Linked DNA regions of Mus musculus: region 2 is linked to region 1. The links are chromatin contacts, called in public HiChIP or PLAC-seq maps. All regions are on one chromosome and are shown on one strand. The core of a region is the stretch at or near the end of the contact, and the rest is flanking DNA. Distances in the headings are between cores, read along the strand shown. Region 1 has its middle 28 kb from the start of Sdr42e1. Region 2 overlaps Cdh13 (cadherin 13).

Evidence for each region. HiChIP or PLAC-seq counts read pairs in DNA pulled down with a chosen protein or histone mark.
Region 2: a contact with region 1 is called in an H3K27ac HiChIP or PLAC-seq map of extraembryonic endoderm stem cells, with 11 times the contacts expected there. The contact joins two enhancer-like sites. A contact is called at or near these places in 1 of 115 datasets of contacts at active chromatin or transcription factors (extraembryonic endoderm stem cells) and 1 of 9 other capture datasets (embryonic stem cells).

What each region holds. Positions count from the first base shown.
Region 1 is chr8:117,641,720-117,648,735 of GRCm38.p6, forward strand. No RefSeq gene overlaps it. Among named protein-coding and RNA genes, the nearest start is that of Sdr42e1, 28 kb to the right of the region's middle. Within about 2 kb of position 4,507, at least 27 of the 459 cell types and tissues checked have an H3K27ac peak or open chromatin away from gene starts, as enhancers often do. A contact at or near this core is called in extraembryonic endoderm stem cells, where this site is marked.
Region 2 is chr8:118,826,423-118,833,438 of GRCm38.p6, forward strand. All of the region lies in intron 4 of Cdh13 (cadherin 13), which reads left to right. Among named protein-coding and RNA genes, the nearest start is that of Gm31893, 230 kb to the right of the region's middle. Within about 2 kb of position 4,014, at least 34 of the 459 cell types and tissues checked have an H3K27ac peak or open chromatin away from gene starts, as enhancers often do. A contact at or near this core is called in extraembryonic endoderm stem cells, where this site is marked.

The DNA.
Region 1 (7,016 bases), core at 3,257-5,756:
CCTTACACTACACATAAGTGGGTAGGTGGGGCGATGGGGCCAAAGAAAGGTGTCAGTTTGATTCTTCACAAAGGACTAAAGCCACAGATGCCCAGCTATAAACAGAAGGGGAGCAGCTTGTGGAAAACTCAGAAATAAACAGGAGGAAATGAAAGCCTTGTGAGATCCAGAGCCCTGGGGCAGCAGCATAGCAAGGCAGTGGTCCTCGCCTGTTGCGCATCTCCACAGCTGGGGGTATTTCCCTTCTGTCTGAGGCAGGATGCTAGAAAGGGTTCCAGCACATCCATGCATACGCTCATCACTCCTGGTCCTGTAAGGCTTACAGCCACTGCAGAGTTATAGTCTAAACGGGTTTGAGATCTGCATAGTAGCTTGGCTTTAAAAAATGACTCTGCTTGGCTTGCTAGGAACATGCAGGGTCTTAAAGCCAGGAGCTATCTTAGGGATGCCGAAAAAAGGACCCCACAGACATCTTGCTGCGCTGGCTCAGTGGGTGGTTCTAAGGAGCCAAAGGTAGCTCACTGACACAGACACGCTAAATGTTACAGCATGGGGGAACACAGAGAATGCCACCCCCAAGACCTGGGAGGCATAGGACTGCCATCTACGACTGGGACATGACTAGTCACATATGTTTTTTGTCTGAGTGTTAAAGTTACAGGGTGGGGTTGCAAGAAAGCAGGTTGGTGCATGAAGATATCTTTCAACCCACTACATCCAGACAGTAATAAAGGAAGAAAAAAAAAGAGGGAGAGAATTCCTAAGGTATTAAGAGCACCATTAAAAGATCAGATGTTTGCGTGATTGGCAAACCCTGAGAGTAAATGTATTGACTAGAAGATACACATGTATGAAGTCATCACTTAATTAAAAACCCCACTCATGGGCTGGCAAGATGGCTCAGTGGTTAAGAGCACTGACTGCTCTTCCGAAGGTCCTAAGTTCAAATCCCAGCAACGACATGGTGGCTCACAACCATCTGTAATCAAATCTTACACCCTCTTCTGGTGTGTCTAAAGACAGCTACAGTGTACTTATATATAATAATAAATAAAATCTTTTTTTAAAAAAACCCAGTCATTCAAATAATAATAGAAAACCTGTTCGCTCTCGGGAAAGACACGAGCACCACATTGGCTGGTTTTATGTGTCAACTTGATACAAGTTAGAGTCATCAAAGAGGAAGGGATTTCAGCTGAGGAAATGTCTCCATGAGATCCAGCTGTAAGGCATTTTCTTAACTAGTGATCACTGGGGGAGGGCTGGCCCATGGTAGGTGGCGCCATCCCTGGGTTTTATAAGGAAGGGGGCTGAGCAGGCCATGTGAAGCAAGCCAGCAAGCAGAGCCCCTCCATGGCTTCTGCATCAGCTCCTGCCTCCAGGTTCCTGATCTGAGTCCATCCCCTGAATTCCTTTAGTGATGAACAGCAACGTGGAAGTGTAAGCTGAATAAACCCTTTCCTTCCCCAAACTTGCTTCTTGGTCATGGTATTTTGTTGCAGCAATAAAAACCCTAAGACGAAAGCACCTACAGGTGGACACCCGACAGAGCTGACTGAAAACATGGCTCAGTGGCCAGATTGTAGCCGAAAGTTCAGGGCAGAATGTTAGATCCCACCGGAGTAACGTGGCAAGTCACTTTAAGGGCACTCCTGTTTGACTGCCAGCAGGCTTCTCAGCAGGGACACTATAGGCTAGGAAATAGAGGATGCTGTTTTTTATTGTGAAAATAAAGTTAAATGAAAACTAATTGCCAATCAAGGTTGACATAGCCAGAAAGTCTATCTTAAGAACAGAAGAAAGTCTATTCTAAAGTCGGTTCAAGGTAGAGGGACACTAAGAGAATTGAAGACCTTGGAGCAACATTCAGAAAGATGTTTTTCAGAACCAAGGGACAAAAGCAGAGCTTCCAAGAAGTTCCAAGGTGAGCACCAACTGAGCGGGTTCAAGACCTTAGAAACCATGCGTAAGGGACTCTGTCATGTAGACATGGATGAAAGAGAAAGAGCATGAAGATACAGTAAAGACACTAGTCTAACTGGAGTAGAGAACACAGGTGAGAGCAGAGAATAATCAAACACGAACAATACACTAGACCATCAAGCCATAAAGAGTAAACCAACCCACTATTGCATATGCCAGAAAGATTTTTGCTGAAGGGACCCTGATATAGCTGTCTCATATGGCAAATACAGAAGTGGATGCTCACAGTCACCTATTGGATGGAACACAGGGCCCCCAATGGAGATGCTAGGGAAAGTACCCAAGGAGCTAAAGGGGTCTGCAACCCTATAGGTGGAACAACAATGAACTAACCAGTACCCCCAGAGCTCATATCTCTAGCTGCATATGTAGCAGAAGATGGCCTAGTTGGCCATCATTGGGAAGAGAGGCCCCTTGGTATTGCAAACTTTATATGCCTCAGTACAGGGAAATGCCAGGGCCAAGCAGGGGGAGTGGGTGGGTAGGGGAGCAGGGTGGAGGGAGGATATAGGGAACTTTCGAGATAGCATTTGAAATGTATATAAAGAAAATATCTAATGAAAAATAAATAACAAAAAAGAGCAAACCAACCAACCAACCAAACAAACAACCAATCAAAATAAAAGAGTATCTCAAATGAGGTAATTTTTTAAAAATCACAGGAATAAGTCCCTATTTTCCACCAATAACTTGAGTGTAAATGGTCCCAGTTGCTCATTTACAATATGTATGCACAGACTGGCTGAAAGGGTTATGACCCAACACTGTGCTGAGAGGACAAAAAAAAAAAAGAATTCAAAATCAAAATCAATTGTAGTTGAGTAGTTGTGCTCACAACTGACAGAGCAGACTTTCAGACAGACAGTGAGACAGGAAAAGATGGTCACTGAGTTGTGGTCAAGAGAGCAAACCAACAGGATAGCATTACAAGACTATGGATAACTCAATGTTAAAATGATTTGATTTTAAAGTGTGTGTGTGTGTCTGTCTGTCTGTCGGTCTCTGTGTCTCTGTATGAGTGTGTCTGTATGTGTGTATGTGTGTGCAGTGTCCCCAGAGGCCAGAAGAGGGCGTTGGGTCCCCTAAGCTGGAGTTACAGGTGCTTGTGAGTGGCCCAATGTGGATGCTGTACACTGAATTTCAGTCCTCTGCAAGAAGGATAATGTGTTCTCAATGGCTGAGCCAACACTCCAGCCTAAGATCTAAGATTATATGTATGTAGTATGTATGTATGTATGTATGTATGTATGTATGTATGTATAAACACAGGTAGACCTACAGACAAGCTCCCGTAAATGATACTTGGGCATTTACATCCTATCCTTACTAATGGATTCACTATTCAAACCCTTTCAAAAGAGCAACAAAGAAGCATAAATTATTCTATAGGTCAAAGCACTCAACCGAAATGCATAGAACACTCTATCCAGCAGCCGCAGAGTGGGGATTCTTTTAAGTAGCACATGGAACCTGCTCCAAAGTGGAGCATGTATTAAATCACAAAGCAAAACACTCACACCGTGGAGCCCTCAGAGACCTGCCGGGAACAGGACTTCTGCGAGGCGTGATCTCCATCCTTACCAGGGCTGGCCCTCAACAAAACTGCACTTCCTAAATTAGCAGAATAACGAGAGCCATCAGCACAATGGGAAAGACAGTGTGTTGCTTAGAGCTGTCACGTTGATTTTTCCAGGGACAGCCATTGGAAGGAAGAGCTACCTAGAGACCGACATTCAAATTACATGCTCAGCTCCGAGGAAACGGAAAAACAAAATATTTACCATTAAGAAACGAAAACAAATAGTGCTTTGGGAGTTAGGAGTGCCTACTTTACTAAAACACAAACGTCCACTCGAATGCATTGAAAATGTCTTAAAAAAAAAAAACATGGAAATGCTCTCTGGGTTGCTGGCTGAACTATATATAGCACCTATGAGCAATCTTGCTATGACCTCAGTGTTGATACTGGGAGTTTTATCAATGTAGCATTGTGTGACACAATCTGTATCAATATTTATTCTTCTGCAAAATGGCTGCTTATGGGAGGAATTTGCCCAAATGGTCACAGTCTGATAGATGGCTGTTATTCTTTGTTTGTTATAGATACAGTCAGAAACTGGGCGCCTGGGTTTCACCCTGTGTCTTTCCTCGTATTTATCTGTGTTTCATGAAGTACATCCTTTTAGACTGCCCCACATCAGAAGACCCACTCTCCAACCAGCCAGTCGGTCTAGTTGCTGGCAACCTCAGAGAATCACTGACAAAGGTAACACTTTCTTTAGCAAGGGAAATTCTACACACAGTGATGGCTGAATACTATTGCAATCCAGAATTTAGGGTTTCTTAGTGCATTCTACTATAAATATACAAAATAGGTCTTCTCCCCTCAAAGCTGGTTTATAGTTATACCAATTTTAATTTTTATATGTGTATGAGTGTTTTGTGTGCATGTATGTAGGAATGCCACATGCATGCAGTGCCTATAGAGGCCAGAAGAGGGCAATAGATCCCCAGAACTGCTGTGAGTTGCCTTGGTGTTGGGGACCAAACTTGGCTTCTCTGTAAGAGCTGACAGTGCTCCTATCCACTGAGCCATCTCTCTAGGCCCTGAATTTATACTGTTAAAAAACATTCTCTCATTTGGGCACGCAATATATGTCACAGCAGGTTGAAAGGCCGGTACCTCTGCCTTCATTTTATATCCCACCATTGCTGTTTTTAACTCTGAGTGCAAGACAGGTTACTTACTGGCTGGGTGGTGGTGTTTACAAGACAACTGGTAGGAGCTATCTCATCTTATCTCTCTTCAAGGCCAAAGGTACCTAGACACACAGAGGTGGGGCCCGGGGAGGGGCAGGGAAGGGTTTCAGAGGCATCTAAGGTCTCCAGTCCTGAGCCAGAAGTCACCCCGGATTACAGGAACAACAGCCACATGTCAGGCTACCCTCTAAAAGAGGGCAGATATCGCTGGTGGGGAGGTGTGCCCTGGAGCAGGGCCTAGAAGCTTGTGTTTTTTAGCTTGCTCCATCCAAAGAGGACAGTGATAACCCGTTCAACAACCTTGCAGAGGCAGAACTGAGGTACAGAGCAAGCCAGCTCACACCTCAATCTGCAGTGCTTTGTCACGCACAGCTCTTGCACCCCGCCCTAGTTTGTCTACTATTTAAACGGAAAGTTCAGGTCAGTTCCCCGAAGATAGGCTTGGGGGGCCGGGAGGGGGGTGTCACTGGACCCCATTCTCAGTTGTTCTACTCAACGTGGCCACATTGGTTAAACTTCCCTGTTCTGTTCCTTCATTAGTTGGGACATATTGGGATGGACAGATGGCTGAGCCCAGTCCACAGGACCCCACCCCCACCCCCGAGCTTGTACCTTTGCGCTAAAATTCCAGTAGTGGGGTTGGGGGGGGGGCGGACACAGAGTTCCAGAAAGTTGCTCAGGTGAAGCCAGAGCCTTACAGACAGACACACATCCTAAACAGGTGAACGACCTGGAATGTCTGTCTCTCTGCATCTTCCACAAACCCTTAAGGTGCCATAGCCAGGGGCTATCTGGAGGTGGGTCCTATGGGCTGAATTTGTGCTGCTCCTGAGCCACGATGTTCCATACCTTCTCAGTTTTAGACTCATGGATATTTCGCAGTACTGCCTTGGCAGGTGGGGTGACCGGGACATAAACACCTGAGAGGTGCAGACTGCTTCATGGGAAGGAATTGGAGGGTGCTGCTACCGAGAATCAGCCTTCTGAGACCAGGTATATGAAACGCCCTGTGTGGCTCTGGAGGCATGCCAGGGCTGAGGACAGCAGGAAACAGATTGTTTGATACCCATGTCTTTTCCTAGAACAAAATTTTGGGTTCCTTTGTCTCCTTATCCCTTCCCTGGGGGAGATCTGGGGATCCACTGGAACTCTGGCTATACCCAGCTCTTCACCCCCGCTCCCCCAAATCCCCAACCAGCTATACACACTACAGAAAACCACAACCAAATGAAATGCAGAACTGTGGAGTCCAGTCACAACGGACACATCTTTGAAAACACTCCCACACCTAAGGTTCACGGAACATCAGGATGGGAAGCCCAGAAAGACTCAGAGTCAGAGGATCAGGGGATATGCTGTGATATTGTGTCCCCTGGTGATATTAGAAGCTACACCCAAAGTCTCACCAACATGACCGTCTAAATGCATGCCGAACAAGGTCTATGCCAACGGACAAGCCCAAGGGGACAGGAGAGAGCCCAAGAGGCCTCAGTCGTACATGAAGAGCTACAGGCACCTGAAGGAAATTAGGAGTGAGAGACATGACTTTCCCCGCGGAAGAGCACGCCGATTGGTTGCCCAGTGCCAAATACTCAATCCTGAAAACAGACAAATAACAGTGCACAGTCTAAGCAGGTCATAGTTCAGAATAAATATGTATATGGATGTAATAACAATAAAAGAGAGGCCATAGATTTAAAGGAGAGTGGGGAGGGGTTGCATGGGAGGGTTTGAAGGAAGGGAAGGGAGAAATGTACTTGTATTATAATCTCAAAAATAAAAAGATTAAAAAAATGAAGGAGAAAAAAGAGAAAGGTTAGGGGTCAGGGTATAGTGGTGCTCTCCTGTGATCCAGCACTTGGGAGGTAGAGGCAGTAGGATTGGGAGTTCAAGGACACCCTCAGCTGCCTAAGCCAGCTTGAGGCCAGCCTGGGCTATGTGAGACCTTGTCTTAAAGCCAACCAACCAATCAACCAAAGAATAAGGGACAAAAACTCCCTGTTGGGCAGGTCTCCAGACAGGCACATTGACGAAAGCTTTGAGGTCTCACTCCTGTCTGGTTACTCTCACAGGAGCAGCAGAGAGGAGAAATACAGGTCTCCTGATACTGCCCGTCAGTCACCTGCACAGGCACACACTGCCTGTCAAGGTGTTCATTGCCGACAAGCCTGGTCATGAGTCCTGCAGGAGGGAGCTGTGTTTACTTGCCCAATAGAACTTTTGGATGTGGACTGAAGTCTAATTAGAGGACAAAGGCTTTAGTCTACCACCAT
Region 2 (7,016 bases), core at 2,764-5,263, 1.2 Mb after region 1:
TTGAACAGGCTTCACTTGCTGAATTCCAGTCTCTCCATCACTTGCCTCTCTCCAGGTGAAACCCTAAAGCTCAGAACACTGCTTAACACCCATGCCAGGCTTTGGCCTTCAGCCTGGCTCCTCTCAACCTGCCTCCTTCTTTAGCATCCTGCCTCTACTCCAAAGCCACTGGAAATTTAAGTCTCTTAGAGTCTCTTATTACATAAGCATGAATATTATTAAATTTCCCCATAAACTCAAATTTTGTCTATTTAAAAAGACAATGAATCTTTCCTTTTGGAAATTGAAGTGGTTAGGATTAATGACCTCCCGTAAAGTTTTATCATCAATTATTACGCTTTATTGTGCCTCTTTCAGCCGCTTGCCACTCCACTCTGCCTTCTCTTCGTTCTCTTGTTTCTTGTGCCTAGGTTTTTTTTTTACTTTGCTGACCAAGACCTTGGGCCAGAAGGAGGTGAAATCAAACTGAAGCCAAATGCAAAGCTGTACTTCTGGCATTGGACAGATTTTAGACATGGACAGGGTTCATTGGCATTTATCCATCCTAGGTTAGTCATGTGGGCACGGTGAGTTCACAGTTCTTGAGAAATGAGCTGTGTCTAACATACTCTGAAAGCATCCCAATTTCAACAAAACACATTTACAGACTTCTTTGCTTTGTGGCATACGAATATAAGTCAGAGCACTCCCTCTTCTCTTCTCTTCTCTTCTCTTCTCTTCTCTTCTCTTCTCTTCTCTTCTCGTCTCGTCTCGTCTCGTCTCGTCTCGTCTCGTCTCGTCTCGTCTCTTCTCTTCTCTTCTCTTCTTTTCTTTTCTTTTTTCTTTTGAATTTGCATGTGCCTTTAGGACACAGTGGATTCCTAACTGTGACCTCTAAATATGCCAAGCACTTAGCTGTGACCCAGGTCCTCAGTCTCTGGCCAGCAATTGCCCCTTTGATCAGAATATCAGAGTTCCTTTCCCAATCCCTTCTCCGTGCTTTTGGGGTTTTACATCCAAGTTTTAACTGTGAGTTAGTCTCCTTCCAAACTTCTATCCCCAGTGGCCTTCTTGTGGTTGCCCCGATATTAAGAAACTGGGGTAAAATAACTGAGTAGCTGAGAAGTGATTCTCATGGAACTCGTGAGTGACAGAAACCCACTCAGACAGCTGAAGTCAGGGCCAGGCATGCACTGTATCCTACTCTCAGGACATCCAAGGCTGCAGGTGGCTTCAAAGCAGCTAGATCCAGCCTGAGGCTGTTTGTAGTCTTCTTTGGCTGAATTCCATTCCACCATCAATGGGATTTTTTTCCCTGTGTGGTCACAAACAGCATCCTCCTAGCCCTTGACTATCCAGGCAAGAACCTCTTCATCACCAGCTACGTCAGACTTTGCCCCGGGGAGACGGTTTGACAAACACCCATTCCTGAAGCCACTAGGTTCCATTTGTCCTGAAGTTCATTCCCCTGTGGGTGAAAAATGAGAACAGTTGGACTTGTCTCTTGCTATCCTCACTCAACAGGCAGGACTAGTACAAGAAGGGGGCGGGGCTTACTATGTAAATGTGTAGTTACCAGTCTCCATGGTTCTGCCAGGGTGTAGCTGTCTATGCAGCACTGGAATTTCATTAAACAGAACTTGGCATTTGGAGAGAGAGATCCCAATGTCTCTTTGCCATTGCGATTCCCTATGACAGAAACACCTACCACAAGTTGCCGCAGGTTGCTGGGTAGTAACATGGTCACTGACAGTCAATGCTGCCCATGGGGTTCCTGATCATTAGTTGGGAAGCAGTCCCTTTAAATTACTGAGATTCATCCACTTATGTACTTCTCTTCCATGCTAACAAAGAAAAGAGAGAAATGTCCCCAAGTGTTAATGTTCTATCTCTGGAATTGAGTTATTTTTCCAAGGCAATAAAATTTGAAGATTGCAATTAGTTAACCATTATGAAGACAGATCTTCAAATATTTCTCTCACTGTGGTGACATTTAAAATGCTTCCTGCTCCACCAAACAGCCCATTGGATTTTTCTCTGTATCTTTTCATAATGGCTAATTGCTAAGCAATTGATTGAATCCCCCTTTGTTCCTGTGTAATTTACTAAGTTGGCCAGAACAAGCGGCTTGACCATTTCTCGGCTTGCTCGTTTTGGTCACCTAGAGGGCAGGCTTTGGGCTAGAGATATGCTTATTTGGTTAAATTCTTGTAGACCGTCGATCTGACTATTTAATGTAGTGACTTAGGACAAAAGTTCAAAGGACACGCATATCTAAGTGTCCGCTGGGGAGTCTCTTAGCCTGCCTAAGCCTTGGGTTTGGACTTGGAAGATAGAAACAAGATTCTACCTCATACCGCTTAAGGAAGGGTCATAAGATGTGACTGCTTGTCAGGGCTCAGCCCCCTGTGTAAGCAACATAATCTATCACGTGAGTTGGCTTTTTAATAACATTTTTTATTCTTTGCATTTCATGCATTTATATAATGCACATTGACCATATATGTCACCTCCTGACAATACCCAGTAAGTGTCCCCATCCCAGTTCCCTACCAAAGTCATGCTAGGTACTCTTTTTATTTATTTCTTTCTATTGTTAAGAACCCCCTGAGTCAGGATCTGGAGAGGCGGCTCAGCAGTTGAGAGACACTTATTGTTCTTGCAGCAATGTAGGTACTCTCAGTACCCACACTGGGTGGCTCACGACTGCCTGTGACTCCAGCTCTAGGGGATCTGACACCCTCTTCTAACCTCTGTAGGTATTACACACACATGCACAACTGCATCCACAAATACACATAAATTTTAAAGATTAAATGTGTGGCTCATACTGGGCCATGAGGAACCTACCAGTGGTCATATCCAGAAAAGAAGGCGATTCCCTCCCTCAGGTGCTATAAGCTGCCAATAGATCCACAGCCAAGAGTGGAACTCCAACCCCTCCCCCCACCCATGCCTGCTGCAGTGTTAACTGTTTCTTGTGCTGATCATGTGTAGGTAACCAGAGCTGCTGCTGTGCACATCAACTTCAAGAAGTTTGTTATTTTCTCTGTCAGCTGCTGATGATGCAAATTTATAAGAGCTTGGACCAAATCCTTAACCTCTGTGCCTCAATTTCCCCAGTGGGCAAAATCAACGTAAGAATGCCACTGCTCATGTCTTAGGTTTATCTGATGGTGGGAGTTGAGGGGAACATGATGAGGGGTGGGGTGAAAGGGGACAGTGTGAGGACAGTGAGGGGACAGTGTGAGGACAGTGTGAGGACAGTGTGAGGACAGTGAGGAGACATGAGGATGGACCCAAAGGAAAGTTCATGGGTCGCCAGGCATGACCTGTATCCTGCTGCTGGGCACTCTTTCTAGAAACTTCTCTGCCTTCTGCCCTCCCAGAGAGTCTCCTCAGAGTCTGATCTTGGGGATTAGCATTCACAAATGCAGAGTGGCTGCCTCACATGCACAGTGGTATTCTTCAACACTGACAGTCCATCCAGCCATGTCTGCTACGTGTTAGGAGCCATGGTGAAATCGTCTCTATAGAGGATTGGGGCCGGGCAAATAAAGGGACAAGGGATGTCAGCCCTGAGCTGAGGAGTTGCCACCTTTGGAAGGGTTCTCTGAATGATGCCAGTGTGTGTTTTCTCACTTCTAGATGTTATCACAGGATGATAGGTAACGGATGCTGCTTCCCCCAGTCCCCGCCCATCTCCCACATAAAAGAGACATCACACTTGGAGAAAAGTAATTTCCCCAGAGCTGAGTCCAAAGAAGAAACATAAATCCGGGTGGCGCAAAGGAACAGGATCAAGGTCTCCTTAGCCACAGCCACCTTCGTGAGCGTAGAACTAGCGACTCCACGCTGCTATCTCTAAGGGGGAGGGTTGAGCTGCAAGTGTGTGTGTGTGTGTGTGTGTGTGTGTGTGTGTGTGTGTGTGTGTGTGTGGTCACGAAGCCTCCTGCAGTCTTAGATTCAGGGAGTTGGGCGTGGGGGCTGACTGTTCCCTTACTTTAGGTAGCCTGAGCTGTGTATATCAAGGAGGCATGCCCAGGCACGTGCCCAGGGATCTGAGGGGAACAATTGTTACACATGACTCACAGGCAAGCGTATCTCAGAGGTGGGGATGTGGTTTTATTTGCAGTTTCCATGGTATAATTGTCTTCATCCCCAAACCACAGAAACCACTTCAGTGAAACTGAAGAAAGACGCTGGTGTGCTAGTATATGCATGAAATCCAAGTGCTTGGGGGATGCTGAGACAGGAGAATGAGAACTAGAGATCATCTGAGCCCCTGTCATGGGGTGGGGAAGAAATAGGGAGGGGGTGAGGAGGGAGAGGATCAGGAGGAAGAGAGAGAGAGAGACAGCAGGCACTCTGTGGCTGTCTGGCTCCCCCCCCCCCCCCCCCCCGGCGGAGTGAGGGTGTGTGCATCTGCAGATAATACTGCGAACAGTATTGCCAGCATCCAGGGAGGTGCAGAACCTGTGCTGAATGGCAGGTGACAGGGTGTCCTCAATGGCAGCTCTCCCCTTGCACTGCTCACCCTAGTCCCCCTAGCAAGTCTCCTGTGGGTACCAGGCCCTCCTCACATCAGAGAGAGCTGAGGCTTAGAGAGATTTAGTGACGGTTTCTCCGAAAGTGGATAATCGAGGTATGAATAAGAACTTGAACCTGAAGCTTGAGCCCGATGCTCTGAACCCCACCTCCAATGGATGATGCACAGAGGGCTTGATTCCCCTCCTCTGAACTGGGAGGGAAGCCCACTCTTTCCATGTAGAGCCTGTGTTCTCTGTAGGATGGGAAAGCACAGGCACTGTGTTTCAAGGCAAAGCAGACAGGCCCTGCCCCTCACTCCGAGCAGTCCACGTGTGCAAGAGTGCTGCTCACACGCAGAGCATATCCGTGCTCTCTTTTACATCACAGCATCGATTTAGTGTTAGATCTGCCCCTCTAGCTTAGATCAGGGTCGGCCCCCACACCAGAACCGGGGAGGGCCAAAGGGAAGCATTCAGCCTGAGGTCCAGCAGGTCTCAGATCTGATGGACAGCTTTGCCTGAAAACCCTGCTCTACTAGTTAAGGTTCCGCCTCCATCTTTGGAAAGTGAGGCTGACACACAGGCTGCTTGGATTACAGAAGTCAGTGTCAAAATATAAAGCAAGGCCCCTGGGAAGCTGTCTGCCCCACAGTGCTGATGCTGTCCCTTCTGTTTGCTTCGTCTCCCATGGAGTCCAAAGGGACTGTCAAACAAGAACCCTGCCACAGAGCCACAAGCTCAGTCCACACTAAGATGGCTGAGATGAGGCCAGCAGGGCTCACCACTCCTCTCCCGTCCTCACACAGCGATCTGGGGAGCCTGAGCTTTCTGTTCTCACGCTCACTATTAAGGGCCCAGCCCAGCACAGTTTTTAGAGGCAGAGGCTTTGTTTTCTTTTCTCTCCCCGGAATGTGACTTCCATTACAGGAAGAGGCAGAAACTTGATTAGGAAGGATGGAAACACAAATGGAACCGTGTCAGGTCTCCCAGCAGCCTGAGCTATCCCGCGCTGACGATGGATATTTCTCACTCCATTCAGGGCTCCCTCAGATGACAGCCATTCCCGTCATCGTCAAAACAAAAGGCAGCTCGATGGGGCTGGTCAATCCGTGCCCTTTGCTTTTCTTGGATAAAAAGAAAATGACTTAACTAAATCTTCTTTTCTTTTGGATGAAAAGGAACTTTAAGGAAAAGCAGTTTAGTAGCAAATAACTGGCTTGAAGATAGAAGTGGGCTCCACTTAGCCACCTTCTCAAGTTGGATACAGGGGGAGGGGGGGGGAGTACCTGAGAGCAGGTTTGTGGCAGTAACAGCATCAGGCCAGCCACCACCAACACAGCCATTGTCGTTTGCAGAAAGCATGGAAGCTGCAAAACTCTTGTCTCTGTAGCCTCCCTTGCCATCACTGACAGTCTCCCTCCCTCCCTGATATACCACATCGTGCCTCACTGGAATTTCAAGCTAATGGTGGTAGTCTTTTTCACATACAGATAGCAAAATCTGTGTAAGGCTGACTGAAGAAGAATAACCATAAGAAGATGAACCCTTCTCAGTGTTTGAGTCTTCCCTCCAACTTTGAGGATTTGCCCTAAAGAACAACTCCAAATGCAGAGTACCTTTGCCCTCTCAGGGACATGTTCGCAGTAGCTTTGTTCACAGTGTACAACTAAGATAGTCACGCGCCGGACATCGTGGGAATGGTTGTTCAAAGGTGGGGTTCCTGTTTCAAATTTGAGAAGCTGTTTACAAAGAGACGTTCAGTAAGGATAAGTAACGTGCCTGTGATGTCATACACAAAAAAGGGGACATTTATACTCACTGTCATTCCTGCTAAAATCTCAGCGAGGATCTCTGTAGGCAAGCTTATTCTAAACTGTGTATGAAAAAGTACAGACCTGGGATAGCTAAGCAACCCAGAAGCAGATCACATCAGGGTTCTCACTGTAATGGCGTCATGGTAACAAGGTCAAGACAGTGTTGTGCAACAGAGGGACAAACACAGATCCATGAGGCTAGACAGAGAGCCCAGGAAAATACCCACAGGACACAACCAGGTAGCTCTTTGGTTTCAATTGGTATCTGGTTTGCCACAGAGTGTCACATTTAGCCCAGGCTAGCCTCAAGCTCCCAGCGTAGCTCAAACTGGTTTTGAACCCCTGATCCTTCTACCTCCTCTTTCTGGGATGACAGCTATCTAGCACCATGCCCAGTTTTGCTTTGAGTGTGGCAACTTGGGAGAATCTTCGGGACACCACCAGATCCCCTTCACCTGAAGTCCTCTAAATGGCGAGATGATGGAAACGGAGGAGAAATTAGTGATTGCCAATAGGAGGCTATGAAAAGAGAGGTGGTCTGGGTGAGGGGAGAGTGTGGATATGAAAAGTGAATCTAGGCAATCCTGGAGGCAGGCTGAGGAGGTGGCCCAGTGACTAAGAGTGTGTGCTGTGTAAGCATAAGGAACTGAGCTTACACCCTCAGAGTACACGGTAAGCCTGGACAGTTGACTGC